5 separate regions of the Mus musculus genome follow, and all the other regions are linked to region 3. Evidence: chromatin contacts called from public Micro-C data. All regions are on one chromosome and are shown on one strand. Each heading gives the region's core, a stretch centred on a gene start, on an enhancer-like site or on the middle of the called end of the contact. The rest is flanking DNA. Distances are from core to core; before and after follow the strand shown.

Evidence for each region. Hi-C and Micro-C count contacts between places; a contact is called where the count stands out from the background.
Region 1: a Micro-C map of embryonic stem cells shows a contact between it and region 3, with 2.1 times the contacts expected there. The contact joins the promoter of Yipf1 here to the promoter of Lrp8 in region 3.
Region 2: a contact with region 3 is called in a Micro-C map of embryonic stem cells, with 2.1 times the contacts expected there. The contact joins the promoter of Scp2 here to the promoter of Lrp8 in region 3. A contact is called at or near these places in 1 of 15 datasets of contacts at CTCF or cohesin (the NIH/3T3 cell line) and 1 of 484 Hi-C or Micro-C datasets (embryonic stem cells).
Region 4: a contact with region 3 is called in a Micro-C map of embryonic stem cells, with 4 times the contacts expected there. The contact joins the promoter of Zyg11a here to the promoter of Lrp8 in region 3. A contact is called at or near these places in 5 of 39 promoter capture datasets (cranial neural crest, frontonasal cranial neural crest, hippocampal neurons and 2 more) and 2 of 484 Hi-C or Micro-C datasets (both in embryonic stem cells).
Region 5: a Micro-C map of embryonic stem cells shows a contact between it and region 3, with 5 times the contacts expected there. The contact joins the promoter of Glis1 here to the promoter of Lrp8 in region 3. A contact is called at or near these places in 6 of 39 promoter capture datasets (the SN4741 cell line, cranial neural crest, embryonic stem cells and 1 more), 1 of 15 datasets of contacts at CTCF or cohesin (the NIH/3T3 cell line), 3 of 484 Hi-C or Micro-C datasets (all in embryonic stem cells) and 4 of 115 datasets of contacts at active chromatin or transcription factors (astrocytes, embryonic stem cells, epiblast stem cells and 1 more).

The regions. Positions count from the first base shown.
Region 1 is chr4:107,312,951-107,315,650 of GRCm38.p6, forward strand. It overlaps Yipf1 (Yip1 domain family, member 1), which reads left to right and starts at 1,413. Exons shown (of 10, transcript NM_145550.3): 1 at 1,413-1,512.
Region 2 is chr4:108,117,174-108,119,873 of GRCm38.p6, forward strand. Scp2 (sterol carrier protein 2, liver) reads right to left here and starts at 1,374. Exons shown (of 16, transcript NM_011327.4): 1 at 1,206-1,374. The coding sequence starts at 1,274.
Region 3 is chr4:107,800,840-107,803,539 of GRCm38.p6, forward strand. It overlaps Lrp8 (low density lipoprotein receptor-related protein 8, apolipoprotein e receptor), which reads left to right and starts at 1,420. Exons shown (of 20, transcript NM_053073.3): 1 at 1,420-1,679; 2 at 2,412-2,531. The coding sequence starts at 1,574. Lrp8os3 (low density lipoprotein receptor-related protein 8, apolipoprotein e receptor, opposite strand 3) reads right to left here and starts at 1,225. Exons shown (of 2, transcript NR_168096.1): 1 at 925-1,225.
Region 4 is chr4:108,216,782-108,219,481 of GRCm38.p6, forward strand. It overlaps Zyg11a (zyg-11 family member A, cell cycle regulator), which reads right to left and starts at 1,262. Exons shown (of 14, transcript NM_001167936.3): 1 at 1,052-1,262. The coding sequence starts at 1,141.
Region 5 is chr4:107,433,456-107,436,155 of GRCm38.p6, forward strand. It overlaps Glis1 (GLIS family zinc finger 1), which reads left to right and starts at 1,264. Exons shown (of 11, transcript NM_147221.2): 1 at 1,264-1,442; 2 at 2,185-2,482. The coding sequence starts at 2,227. It overlaps Gm46866 (Holliday junction resolvase MOC1, chloroplastic-like), which reads right to left and starts at 1,800. Exons shown (of 2, transcript XM_030253946.1): 1 at 825-1,800; 2 at 322-626. The coding sequence starts at 1,610. The coding sequence ends at 978.

The DNA.
Region 1 (2,700 bases), core at 163-2,662, 490 kb before region 3:
ATTTGGGGTGGCCTTTTCTCAGGGTCTGTAGCTGGAGTAAGATCAGTGGGGGTGAGGTTAGCAGCAAATGAGCGAATGTGAGACAGAAGAGGTGTTGGGCATGCTTGCACGTCTGAGTTCATAAGCTGATGTTCATTCCGGACATTCAACAACAGTGCTCCACATGCACTCTGAGCCCAGTTACCCCCTTATATAATAAGGGCGCCCCCCTCGGGTTTGCAGCATTGTTCTGAGAGTTGGAGGTCCTGCATAGACAAAGCCCCTCCATATGAATTATATTAACTAATGTGTGTTATTACACCTGACAGCTTGCCAGTTAGGAAAACATTATCTGGAGAGACGGCTCAGTGGAGCACTGACTGCTCTTCCAGAGATCCAGAGTTCAATTCCCAGCAACCACATGGTGGCTCACAACCATCTGTAATGGGATCTAATGCCCTCTTCTGGGGTGTGTCTGAAGACAGTGGCATACTCACATACATAAAATAAATAAGCAACTCTTTTTTTAAAAAGAAAAAAAAACATTATCAATCATGACTGATATTCAGAGTATGTTAGAAGTCAAATTGGAAGTACCCTGCAGGTGAAGCTAAAGACACTGGTCTCCTTGTATGAGCTGTGAATCAAGTGTCTGCTGTTTACACTGCTCCCTCCCAGACAGCAAAAACTGTCTAGGGACCCTTTCAGTCCGTGATAGAATACTGTGAACAGTAATTGTATGCTACTGCCTTGGCTGGTACTGGCCACCCGGAGACTAGAACCATTCCGGATCTTTTTGTTCTCAGTGTTCACAGGCTGGCAAAGATAAGCAAACAGAATTCAGGCAAGCATTGCCAAAGCAGGGTGAAGCCCAGGGGATTAGCAGAGCAACAGGAGTCCCAGAGGAGACGATAGCATCCCCTATGGGCAGGGGGAGACAGTTTTCCAAGCCTGGAGGTCCAGGTAGGAAGCAAACCACAAGGTCGCTTGCCAGACTATGCCAATGTTGTTAAGTCCTGCTGTTTTCGAGGTGACTGTCAGACACCTAGGTGGTACAGCTGAGGGGCCAGCCCTCTGTGAACAGTGACAAAAGAACTTCTTTGATTCACAAGCCATCTGCTATGGTGCCTTCCTCGCTGGTTAAGTTTTCATGGCCAGAGAAACCAGGAACTGGTGACCTATTTTCTTTTTCTTTTTCATTTTTCTCTTTGCATAAGTAAAACGTATAAACAATGAGTAAAACACTCCCGAACTCCTGAGAATTCGCCCCACTTCGCCTGTCTCTTTAAGACCACCGAGAGGGCGGGACTCAGCACCGAGTTACTTGGCGCTCCGGTGTCTTCCGCGTTTTCCGAGTCTTCGCTGGGTGACCGCGTTTGCTTTAAGAGAGGAGGCGGTGCTCTGCCCGGAGGAGGCGGAGAAATCTAACACCCTCCCCCGGATCTCCGGCTTCCGGGATTGGACTGACCGGCTACCAGTGCAGAGCATCCCAGGCCCCAACCTTTCCTGGACAGTTGGACCTCTTCCTGAGAGGTGAGGGCGTCAGGGCTTCTGGGTCAGTTGGGGAATCTCCTACCCTCCCTGTCCTCTGTTGCTCAAGCATCCCCCACCACCACCCAAACCCTGTCTGTGCATCCCTAGATCCCTGACTGCAGGGTCGCTAACAGTTAAGAGCTACTAATTGCCTGGCTCTTCGCTAAGCTCCTTACACGCACTACCTTATAGAATGGTTTAGACACCTTCACGAACCCATTTTACAGATGGGGAGCCTCAAGGAGCGCACACACAGCAGAGAAACAACAGAATCGGGACTCAAACCCAGGTCTGTCTGGGACCTTAAGCCGGCTGCACTGGAATGCTTTCCCCACCACCTCTCCCAAACCCTAGGCTCCCCTTCCATTTTCTTCCATCTCCAGGCTGCATCTGGCCCCTAAACATTCACGCGGCAGCGAGTGTCCCCCGCAGCCAGTCTCTTTTTGTTGATAGGACACTCTTCTAACTCATGGTCTCCGAGCTCACCAGATAGTCTAGGATAACCTTAAACTTACTCAGTCTCCTGCCTCCGTCTCCTAGGTGCTGGGATCGCCGGCATGCACCAGATTTTGTAGGTCCTGAGTATTGAACCCAGGACTTTGTACTTGCTAGGCAAACATTCAAATGAGCTACCACACCAGCTTTCGGTTCCTCTGTAGGCTGTCCAGTGTCGCTCTGGATGGTTCTTCCCTGCACTGGGTGGATTCCGCTCACAGATGTCCTGATCACAGGCTGGGCTGGACATCCACTCACAGAGTCCTGAGTGCTTCTCGACTCTCCTGTGTTCAGTTCTCACCCGTCACATACTCTATTCCCAGGTGCAGTTCCCTTATTCTCCAGCTCACTCCTCTTCTTTAACTCCGAGAGGCTGCTCAGCTCTATACCAACTCTCTTCCTGAGCTATATTAATATAAATATCAAGTTGTATGACCTGTGATAGTTATATAAACTATCAGTCCCCGTTGAAAGAGTAGGCAAGTGTGTGTGTGGGGGGGAGGGATTGCTCAGCAGGTAAAGGTGGCTGTCCCCAAGCATGGTCCTAGTCCCATTCTGGGTCCCTAAGGTAGAAGGAAAGAACTGAATCCCATAGCCACAGAAGATAAAGAGATGGTAGTAATCATTTTTAGTTTCTGACCCACTATGTGGGGCAGGCCACCCTTAAACTCACAGAGATGTGCCTCCACAGTG
Region 2 (2,700 bases), core at 124-2,623, 320 kb after region 3:
AGCCAGGGCCATATAAGATACTTTTTTAAAAAAAAATCTAGAGAATATTCTGGAAAGTTTTACTGCCCACCTACTTACTATATGAGAAGCTCCCCCTCTGAGAAACAGTGGGATGCCCTTTAAGTTTTAGAACATATTAGTCAACTTTTCTATTTACATGTTTTGAATAAATTATTTGTTTTCACCTGTTACTAAGATAATGTAAAATTTGGGTTTTGTTTTTTTTTTTTACAGTACAAAAAGATTCTTCACAGTAACTCTTTCACCAGTAAATCCATTTAATATCAATCATCTAACATTCACTGTCATTAGGCACGAGTGATTTATCACTGTGAGTGATACAGCAGTAAATAATTGTGGTACCCACCCTGTAGCAATACATTAGGAGAATATAGTCATCTGAACAAAGAATCCCAGTGCATCAAAGTAAATTAGAGCTAAGCTCAAGGCTCTAGAGGTAAGAAAGACAAGATAGGGCTGGCGAGATGGCTCAACGGGTAAGAGAACTGACTGCTCTTCTGAAAGTCCTGGGTTCAAATCCCAGCAACCACATGTTTGTTTGTTTTGTTTTGTTTGTCGGTTTGGTTTGCTTTGTTTTGTGAAACAAGGTCTTGATATGATTCAGACTCGCAGCAGTTCTCCTGGCTGCATCTCCTAAAGCTCATACTAGAGATGTGAACCACCCGGCCGGCCTACTCGGGATTTAGAATCTAAGGAAGTGTGAGATTTGTGCTGTGTTGGGGGCTCCTTCACAGACTAAAAAGCTAGAATAAGCAAACAGGAAGGCGAATAAAAAAATGACTGAGAGGGGCTGGCGAGATGGCTCAGTGGTTAAGAGCACCGACTGCTTTTCCGAAGGTCCGGAGTTCAAATCCCAGCAACCACATGGTGGCTCACAACCATCCGTAACGAAATCTGATGCCCTCTTCTGGAGTATCTGAGGACAGCTACAATGTACTTACTTACATGTACTTACATATAATAAATAAATAAATCTTTAAAAAAAAAAAAAATGACTGAGAGAACAAGCCCAAGATACTGAGACCCTAGTGACAGCATCATACACCCTCAGGTCGCCTCTCTGGAGGGAAAGGTCAGAGGGACAGCAGCGCAGACTGTGACCGTCCCCTTGCCGCGCTTCCCTGTCGCCTCGGACTGCGGGGAATAACAGAGGCAGATCTCTCGCTGCTCACAACTCTGTTTACCTTGGTCATGCCAACGCCGACCACGAACACCCGGCGCAGGCGCGGAGATTTCAAAGCGACAGAAGGCATGGCTCCAGCAGCGAAGGTCTCCTACAGACTGAGGCTTTGCAGAACCAAAGCCGGGTCGGGTCCGATTATCCCAACCCCAGGCGTCGGGGGCGGGGCCGCAGCGTCAGGGGCGGGGCCGAGTTACGGGAACCGACCGGAGGAGGCAGGGTAGAGGATGTACGCATGCGTGGCGATCCTAGAGCCAAGTCCTTTATGGGTTCTTTTGACCTACTGTGTTAGACTCAGGCAAAGTTTCTCAAGGAGGCCTCGGTTTCTGTGCTTCCTCTTTTTACAGTGAGAGAGGGAAGGCCTAAAATGGAAGCTCTGGCCTCAGAGGAAACTCAGAATCCTGTGGGGATTCTCTAGAGTGTTAGAGACGTTCTGTATGTGTGAGAGTAGTTACAACACGCAGTATATGAGCAAAAAGCACGATGTACACTAATAAAGTCAGAATTCTATGTGCGGATAAGATGTTTTTTAAAAATTAAGTCAGATCAGGGCTTAGTGGTTCACACCTTTAATATCTCCACACGAGAGGAAGAGGCAGGCAGATCTCTGCCAAAAATGGTACAAAGACCAAAATCCATCAAAGACCTGGTCCATAGTTCCAGGAAACAGGAAAGTCTCTAAATGTGGTAACCTTACGTTTTGGCTTCCGTAGTTCTGTTTCTTGCTAATTGAAGTGTGCCAACCAGAATGTGGGTTTCCATGATTGGACAAGTATCCTCTGTAGCCAGGAGCCATCAATACGAAGTTTGTTCTCAGCCTTAAGAGTGTCTGTGTCGGGCTGGAAAGATGGCTCAGCGGTTAAGAGCACTGACTGTTCTTAAAGGTACTGAGTTCAAATCCCAGCAACCACGTGGTGGTTCACAACCATCCGAAATGCGATCTGATGCCCTCTTCTGGGGTGTCTGAAGACAGCTACAGTCATAAATAAATAAATAAATAAATAAATAGGAAAAAAAGGTATATATTACTATCCCCTAAACTTAAAAAAAAAAAAAAAAAAAAAAGAGTGTCTGTGTCTCTATTACTATCCCCTTTAAAAGAAAAAAAAAAAGAGTTTCTGTGTCTGAGCTGGCGAGATGGCTCAGCGGGTAAGAACACTGCTCTTCTGAAGGTCCTGAGTTGAGATCTGACGCCCTCTTCTGGTGTGTCTGAAGACAGCTACAGTGCACTTATGTATAATAATAAATAAATCTTAAAAAAAAAAAAAAAAACAGACTGTCTGTGTGCTGTTCTCTGGTGGACATGCCTCAAAACAAATTCAAGTCCAGCCTGGAATCATCTGCAAAGTGAGACCCTGTCTCAAAAAAAAAAAAAAAAAAAAAGAAGAAGAAGAAGAAGAAGTTATAATGTGCATGGGGGGGGCTAACTTGCTCTGTAGACCAGGCTGGCCTCACATACAGAAATCCGCCTGTCTCTGCCTCCCAAGAGCTGGGATTAA
Region 3 (2,700 bases), core at 170-2,669:
AGTACCTTATTTACGATGCTGCAGCCTTGGGCACAACACACACAGCACATGCTGTGTAAGATTTCTTCTGTTGATGGTCTGTCTTCCCCTCACTGTGGCCAGGACTTCCAGACCCATGGAGCCTTAACGTGACCAAAGGATGATGCACTTGTGGTTTCCCAAGGTCTGTGGTTGCCATAGCTATTGTCATGGGCTACCCTTTGCGGGGGAAGATATGAGACTGAGAGGACTGTTGACCTAGCGGGGCTGTGCACCCATCCAGCTTGGCATAGGAATCACAGCTTCCACGATTGCTTGCTTGCTTTCTCTCTCTTTCCCTTTCTTTCTTTCTTTCTTTCTTTCTTTCTTTCTTTCTTTCTTTCTTTCTTTCTCTCTCTCTCTCTCTCTCTCTCTCTTTCTCTCTTTCTCTCTTTCTCTCTTTCTCTCTTTCTTTCTTTCTTTCTTTCTTTCTTTCTTTCTTTCTTTCTTTCTTTCTTTCTTTCTTTCTTTCTTTCTTTCTTCCTTTTTTTTTTTCTGAAGAGAGAGGGCCTATTTAACACTGGGCCTTGGCACCCTCGCGCGGGCCTGGTTTACAACCCGTGCCCAAGAATCACACTCTGAGATTGTTGTGCTGCTGGGCCAGGCTCACCGGCAGGTGGCTGAAATCCAGTCTAAGCGTTGCCCTTCTGACAAGGAAGAGTAGGGGAGGTGGGGTCGCACTGCTAGAGGAGGGGCCTTCTTTGTGCAGAGGCTAGTGGAGCCCAGAGACACTAGATGTGCTGCCTCTGGCGGCAAGGATGACACATCTGGGCCTCCACAGTCCTTGCCCTTCTCTGCAGCAGCAAGGGTTACCTTGCCATGTCTTCAGGGCCCTTGATCTGCTCCTCTGCGGGGTCCAACAGAGAAGGATGAATATGGATAACAGTCTGTGCACCAGACACTCACCTCTCTCAGGATCACACAGTGATAATCACAGATGCACACGGTCGCAGAAAGCGACTCATCTAATCTGAAGCTATGACAGGTCTTGCCCAGCACCCCTAGATTCTCCCTGGCAATGCTTTCAGCCTTCCCGCGCTCTGCGCGTTCACTGCAACGGCTTGTGAGTCTCCTTCTCCCGAGCTCGGGCTCTCCTCCATACGCCTCCTTCTCTCACCCTCTTGCCACCTCCACGGGGAAACCAGGGGGGCCAGAGCCTAGCCGGGCTCGTCCTAGCGTCTACAGCTCTTAGCACCTGCGCGCACACAGAGCAGGATCATGGGGCTCGGACCGAGAGAGGAGGGGACAAGGACAGGCGGGGGAGGAGAAGAGGCGGCGGCGGGAGGAGCGTGGGGCGGAGGCGGCGGCGGGAGGGAGCGCGCGCGCCGGCGGCGGCTGCCCAGGGCCGGGGCCGCGCGCCCAGCCTGAGCCCGCCCCGCCGCCGAGCGTCACCGAACCTGCTTGAAATGCAGCCGGGGAGCCGGGGCGGGCGGCAGCGGTGGTGGTGGCGGCGGCGGCAGCGGCAGCCCCGGCGCCGCGGCAAGGACTTGGCGGGCTGAGGCGCGGCGGCGGCGCGGGGGTCTCGGGGCGCGGCGGCCGGAGCCCCGGGCCCGCTATGGGCCGCCCAGAACTGGGCGCGCTCCGGCCGCTGGCGCTGTTGCTGTTGCTGCTGCTGCAGCTTCAGCATCTCTCCGCAGCGGATCCGCTGCCGGGCGGCCAAGGTGCGTACGGCGCTTCCCGGGCCGGCTCGCAGCCGCCAACCAACAAAGCGCGGCCGGCGGTGGGGGTTGCTGTACGGCGAGGTCCCGATAGAGAGGCTCCGGGGACCCTAGCTCCCTGGATTTGCCTTGGACCTCCTCCCCGCTACCCCCACGGTTTTGGTTACCGAAGCTCTACCCCAGCTCCGGGCACCCTCTTAATGGGGGATGGGCGCCGGGCACCCCCCCCCCGGCCCGTGAACTTTGCGGGGGGTAGTCCTTCAGGGTCTGGGGTTTGGTTTAATTTGACACGCGCGCTCCATAGCGGCGATGAGCGAAGTGGTACAGTCTTTTCTGACAATGCGTTTCCGGGGACCCCTGTGGGCCGAGGAGACTGACAGGTTGTGAAGGGACTGAGCCCCTGCACCGGGTGCGTGTCGCCAGTGTGCGGGGCTTCCCGCAGACTAGGTTTGTGTGGACCTGACTTGGCGTTGTGTGTAAGGGTGAATGTGTCTGAAGGCGGGGTATAGCCACGGGCCGTTAAGCGCTTGTCGGGTCTCGCTGTGCCATCAGTCGGTCCTGCAGTGGAGGACCCGTGGCATCCTGTCCTTTCTCGGAATTAAGGTGCTTGGAGATCCAGAGCTCACCGATATCTCCCCCTTTCCCATACCCGCTGGACTTCTCGGCAGCCAGGGCTGCAGGGTGGGGAGCGGGCTCCTGTGCAGTGACCCAGCTCACCGCCCCCAACCCCCGCAGGGCCAGTCAAGGAGTGTGAAGAGGACCAGTTTCGGTGTCGGAACGAGCGCTGCATTCCCTTGGTGTGGAGATGCGATGAGGACAACGACTGCTCGGACAACAGCGACGAGGACGACTGCCGTGAGTCGCGGCGACCAGGGGAGGGGAAACGGGGGGGGGGGGGGATCATGCTCCGCTGCGCACGTGGCTGCATCCGTCATGGGGCCACCTGCCCCAGGCTGGCGGCCTTGTTCTGGGATGGGTGGCTCAGCTGTCGGCGGGAGCTGGGTGGCAGGCGTGTCCTGCTTAG
Region 4 (2,700 bases), core at 12-2,511, 420 kb after region 3:
CCTGGAACTCACTCTGTAGACTAGGTTGGCCTCAAACTAACTCCTGAGTGCTGGGATTAAAGACGTGTCCCACCATGGCTCAGCAAATGTTGTCTCCTTTTATAAATATGGAGATATACAAAGAACTAACTTTATTAACTCCCAAAAAATACATAGGCATATGAGTTAAAACCTGCAAGGCCCGAGGAGTAGCTCACTTGGTAAGACGCTTGTCTTGTAAGCAGGGACAAGCAGAAAGAAGCTGGGTCCCCTGTCACTTGCTTGTAATTGTAACCCCAGTATTGTTGAGAATGCAAGGCCAGCCTGAGTTACTTAGTGAGTTCCAGACCAGCCTGATCTTGGGTGGAATTTTATTTCCAGAATAAAATTAAAATAGGGGCTAAGGAGATGGCTCAGAGGTTAAAAGAGGGCACAGGGTTCTTCTAGAGGCCGAAACTCTGTTCCCAGCACCCACATCTGCCTGTCACCGGTGTATTTTTCGCTGTCCCCCACCCCACCCCCGCCAGGTACTGAGCATCCAAGATCACTAAGTTCTAGTGTAGACCCAGTCACCCTCGGGCTCGCCGCCTTCCGCACTCGGTTCCTGGGGCAGGTGGGTGGGCGACTTAGGGGAGCCGCTGCGTGGGGCGCTAAGAGGAGGCGGCTCGGGGCCCTGAGGAGAGGGGCGGGTCTGTGCTTGCTGAGGTGAGGCCATCTGAAGGGAGCGGGCTGAGGAGACCGGGCGGGCTGGAGGTCTGAGGAGAGGAGCGGGGCTAGCCTGAGGGGGTGGCGCCTGCGCGCAGCGGGGGGCTCAGTATGGCTGGGGTTCGAACTCGGGCGCCTTCCTCAGCAGCGCAGCGAACAGGAACCCCGCGAGGGCTGGACGCGGCGTCCACGGAGCCTGGAGCCCGGAGCCCGGGCCGGCCTGCCGGCGACTTCCAGGGAACCGTCACGCCCAACTCGCCGCCCGCCCGCCCGCCCGGAGGAGGCCGCCCCGCACCAGCCCGCCCGCCCGCGGGCCGCGCTGCACGACGGGCGGACGCCCCGGAGCCCGGACGGCGGCCACACTCACCTGCACCAAGCAGTGGCCCTGCGCGTCCTGCTGGGCGTCGGGCAGGACGAGGGCCCGCGGCCACAGCAACGGATGCAAGAAATGGACCATGACGCCGACGCCGCCCACGCGAGCCCGGCCGCCGACGTCGCGCCCCGGCGCCCCGGAGGAGAGCGCAGGAAGGTCGCCCGGCACGGGAGGAGAGCTCAGGAAGGTCGGCCGGCGTTTGAATGGCCGCCCCACGCCGCGCACAGGTCCGCCGCGACCCCGCCCCCGCCGCACGCCCAATGGTCCTCGCTCTCCAGCCTCAGCCACCCAACTCCTATTCACTCCTCGGAGGCCGAGCGCCCTGAGACCCACGCTGCCGAGGGCGTTCGCATAGCACGCACAGCGTTCCTCATTGTACATTTTTATTTTGTTTCTTCTTTTTATGGGGGGGTATTTTGTGGGGGGGGGGTGTTTTTTTGTTTGTTTGTTTTTTGTTTGGTTGGTTTTGGTTTTGAAATAAGGTTTCTCTGTGTAGCCCTGGCTGGTCCTAGAACTCCAAGTTCATAGACGTCCACCGGCCTCTGCCTCCAAAGTACTGGTATTAAAGAAGTAGCCACCCACCAGGGCTTGATTTTTTTTTTTTTTTTTTTTTTTGAGTTAGATAAGGAATCTAGAGCGCATTGTAGGCCAGGGCTCTACCACGTGCCAGATTTTTAAGTGCTTTAAACAAATTAAAAAGCATTTTCAAAGGCTTTGCCCCAGATACCAGTCACGTTTTGACTCCTTGATGAGGATTAACGGTACAAAATATTTCTAGAGGCTGCTAACCTGGTTGGAAGGGGACAGAGTGCAGTGTTAACGTCTGCTTACACACACGACACGCACACACAATAAAATTTCAAAAACAAAACACAGCACCTATTTTTATAAGAGCACAGGGAAGTGGAAACAGGATCAAAGGTTGAAGGTTTTCTTCTGAAAACTAGTTTGAAACTAACCTCAGCCCCCATTACTTTAAGACCATCTTATTTAACATACAACTATTGCTCGGATCCAGGCCAATGCTGTTAAGAGACCTAGACAGACAGGTGAAAGGCAGAGACAGAGAGCCCAATCTCTTGGATTGCTGGGGGTATCTGAAGCCTAATTTTTATCAACTACATGTAAGATCAGGTGAGAGCACACAGGCAGAAACCAGGATTGCTAAAGATAAGGTTTGTACTCAGGCACTTCCCAGGCTCGTGCTAGATGAAGGAATTCAAATGTTAAAATTAGTTTTCAAGAACAAAGGACCAGGCTACGCTTCCCTCAGCGGTCTGTTTTCTTGTTCACCAGCCTGGAATTTGCATTATAGCTGAAGATGACCTTGAACTGATTCTTCCACTTCCACCTCCCAAGGTGCAAGGTGAGTTGTATACAGCTGTCCTTGAAAGTAACTACAAAGCTAGCGATGCGGGGGCGTGGCTGCTAGCCATGTGGGGGCGTGGCTGTTAGACCACTCACTCCGCACACTGCAAGAACAGAATTTTAGGAATGAGAACAAGCCATTGCGGAAACTGAAGGTTAGAAGTAAGAGCCAGGATGAAGGGATTTTACCTGGGAAAGCATGGGCCTTTGATCCCAGCACTCGAGGGAGGCAGAGGCAGATTGAACTCTGTGAGTTCTGGACTGGGTAGGGCCAA
Region 5 (2,700 bases), core at 14-2,513, 370 kb before region 3:
TGTTTCTAAGTCTCCAAACAAATAAGGTATAGGAAATTAAATCTTTTTTTAAAAAACTTTTTTTTTTCTTCCGAGACAGGGTTTCTCTGTATAGCCCTGGCTGTCCTGGAACTCACTTTGTAGACCAGGCTGGCCTCGAACTCAGAAATCCGCCTGCTGGGATTAAAGGCGTGTGCCAGCATGCCTGGCAAATCTTAACTTTTTGTGACTGGAAAAAAAAAATCTTTGTTTTGTTAAGATGCTGGGAAACTGCTTGGGTTGTCTTCCTGTGTGGAACCCCAGTCTGTGAACCAGGCCGGTTGCAGAAACACACTTCCACAGTTTAAGACTAAGGTCCTCTATTCTCAAACATTTTGTGCATAGTGGGAGATGTTGACAGCATGCAGAGACATTTTGGGGCTACCCTAGATCCTTCAGTAGACCCCAGAAAATCGGTCAGAGACATGAACGAACACCCCATTTTGCACGCTTCAGGGATGGGGGCTGACCCATTGCTTCTAGTCACTATGAAGCCTCATCAAGGGCTCTTCCTACAGTTGAGACCCTGCTGCCTGGAGCGCGGAGGACATGGCAAGGAATGGGTACAGGAGAACGCGGAGCTCCTCTCTCGTCTGGATGAACCCTTTCTAGAAAACAACACGAAAGTAAAGTGAGAAAGTGGGCTGAGGCCTGGGTTCAGATGACAAAGGCCAGCTTTGCTATGACTTGCAGTGAAATCTGTGCCACTTGAAGTGAGCTGGTTAGAGTCTGCAAAACCAAAACAACTTGTCAAGCACTTCTGTATTTGTTACCTCCGCTTAGCAGGTACCGCCATTCCCATTTACCCGGGAGAAAACGCGACCCGGGGAGGAGCAGAATCCCGCCGGGGAGCAGAGGAAGCCGGGTTGTGCTGGCTCTGCCTTCGGCTGGCCTCCTCCTCTGGCAGCCGCAGAGTCCGGCGGCGTCCCGGCAGCCGGCGTGCAGGGCTCCGGCCGCTGTCAAAACCTCAGCCTGGGCGCGCGCCGCCCCGCCCAGGCCCCCAGGCGAGCGGCACGCCCTCGAGCCGCCATTGGCTTGGTCCGGCAGCCCCCAAGAGTCGCGGCCCGAGCGGCTGTGGGCAGCAGCGGGCCGCCCCGCCCCCGGGGTGTCGCCCCGTAGGACGCGGCGGCCGTGGCGGTGGCGGCGGCGGCTGCGGGGGCTGCGGCGCCAGAGGAGGCGCGCCGTGCTGTGTGCCCCGCGAGCCGCTGCGCCCGCGGCGAGGTGAGAAGGGGCGCGGCCGGCGCCGGGGACCCAGTGGCGTCCGAATCCGGGAGCTCTGGGGTGGCGCGGGGCTCGCCGAGGGGCGAGGCGAATTTGGGGGCCCTGAGGCCTCGCTCTCGCGGGAATGATGCTGGAAATGATGCTGAGGCTCCGGCGTGAGACTTGCGGCTGCCGGCGGAGCGGAGTGTGAGCCGGTGAATGGGGTGTGTGGCATGGCTGGTCTCGGAGGGCGCATCGACGGGTCGCGAGTGTGCGTGCGAGCCGGCGTGCGTGGGCGACTCTGGCTGTGCGGGCTCCCGGGCGCCGGGGCTCCTGGATTTACGGCTCTCGAGTGCGCTTTGTGGGCTCGCGCAGTGGGCGTGCGCGCTCATCCTCAGCCCGGTGTCTGGCTAGTGGCGGGGCTCGCGGAAATTCTGCGTCTGCACCCGGCGGCGGTGCGTGTTCAGTGCCTGGGCTCTGCTCAGCCCGCCCCGGGGCACCTAGAGGTGCGCAGCCAGGGACCCATCTGAGTCTTTCCCTGCTCCCCTGTGACCCTGCTCTGGGAGTCAGGCTGCTGCCCTCTCCCTGTCCCTTTAGGGAATTCCGGACAGGAACTCCCATCCCATCCTAGTTTACTGCCCTCTCCCTGTCCCTTTAGGGAACTCCCATCCTATCCTTGGTCTTAGTTTTGCCATTCGTCTGAAGAGGGCTGACCCTGGGTGGAAGCGGATTAGGGTGGGAGGGCGCAGGGGATTCTCCGGAACGTGCGGGCCTAGGGCGACGGCAGCGAAAGCGGGACGACCACGGTGCGCGGGGTCAGGTGGCTCAGGGAATGGGGTCGGTGTGGTGACGCTAACTTTTTTTTTTTTTTTGAGATCAGGACTAAATAGAACGTGACTGCCCAAACTGTGATCTAGGGATGGAGTTTCCCGCTTTCTAAAGCTCGGTGCTTTCTTCCCTCCGCAGGAGCCTGGCGCGACCCCCAGCCGTGCGCCCCGCCCCGGCGCCATGCATTGCGAGGTGGCCGAGGCACTTTCGGACAAGAGGCCAAAGGAGGCCCCTGGTGCTCCTGGCCAGGGCCGCGGGCCTGTCAGCCTGGGAGCGCACATGGCCTTCAGGATTGCTGTGAGTGGTGGCGGCTGCGGGGACGGGAACCCGCTAGACCTGCTGCCTCGGCTACCGGTGCCACCACCACGTGCCCACGATCTCCTTCGGCCCCGGAGCCCTCGAGACTATGGTGTGTCCAAGACCGGCAGCGGGAAGGGTGAGTTCCACCGCACCAGTGTGCTGACCGCGGGCATGCTGAGGTCAGGTCTGTGGTACCGGTGTCTCTGCCACCGGCTCTGTAGGGATTCTAGAACTTCATGGAACTTCCTTAAGAGTTCCTTAATGTCTCAGTATCTCTGTAGTTGATTGGGACTCGCCTGTCAGTCTGAACTGATGCCTGGAAGCATCCAATTTAAACCAAATAGGCATGTTTGA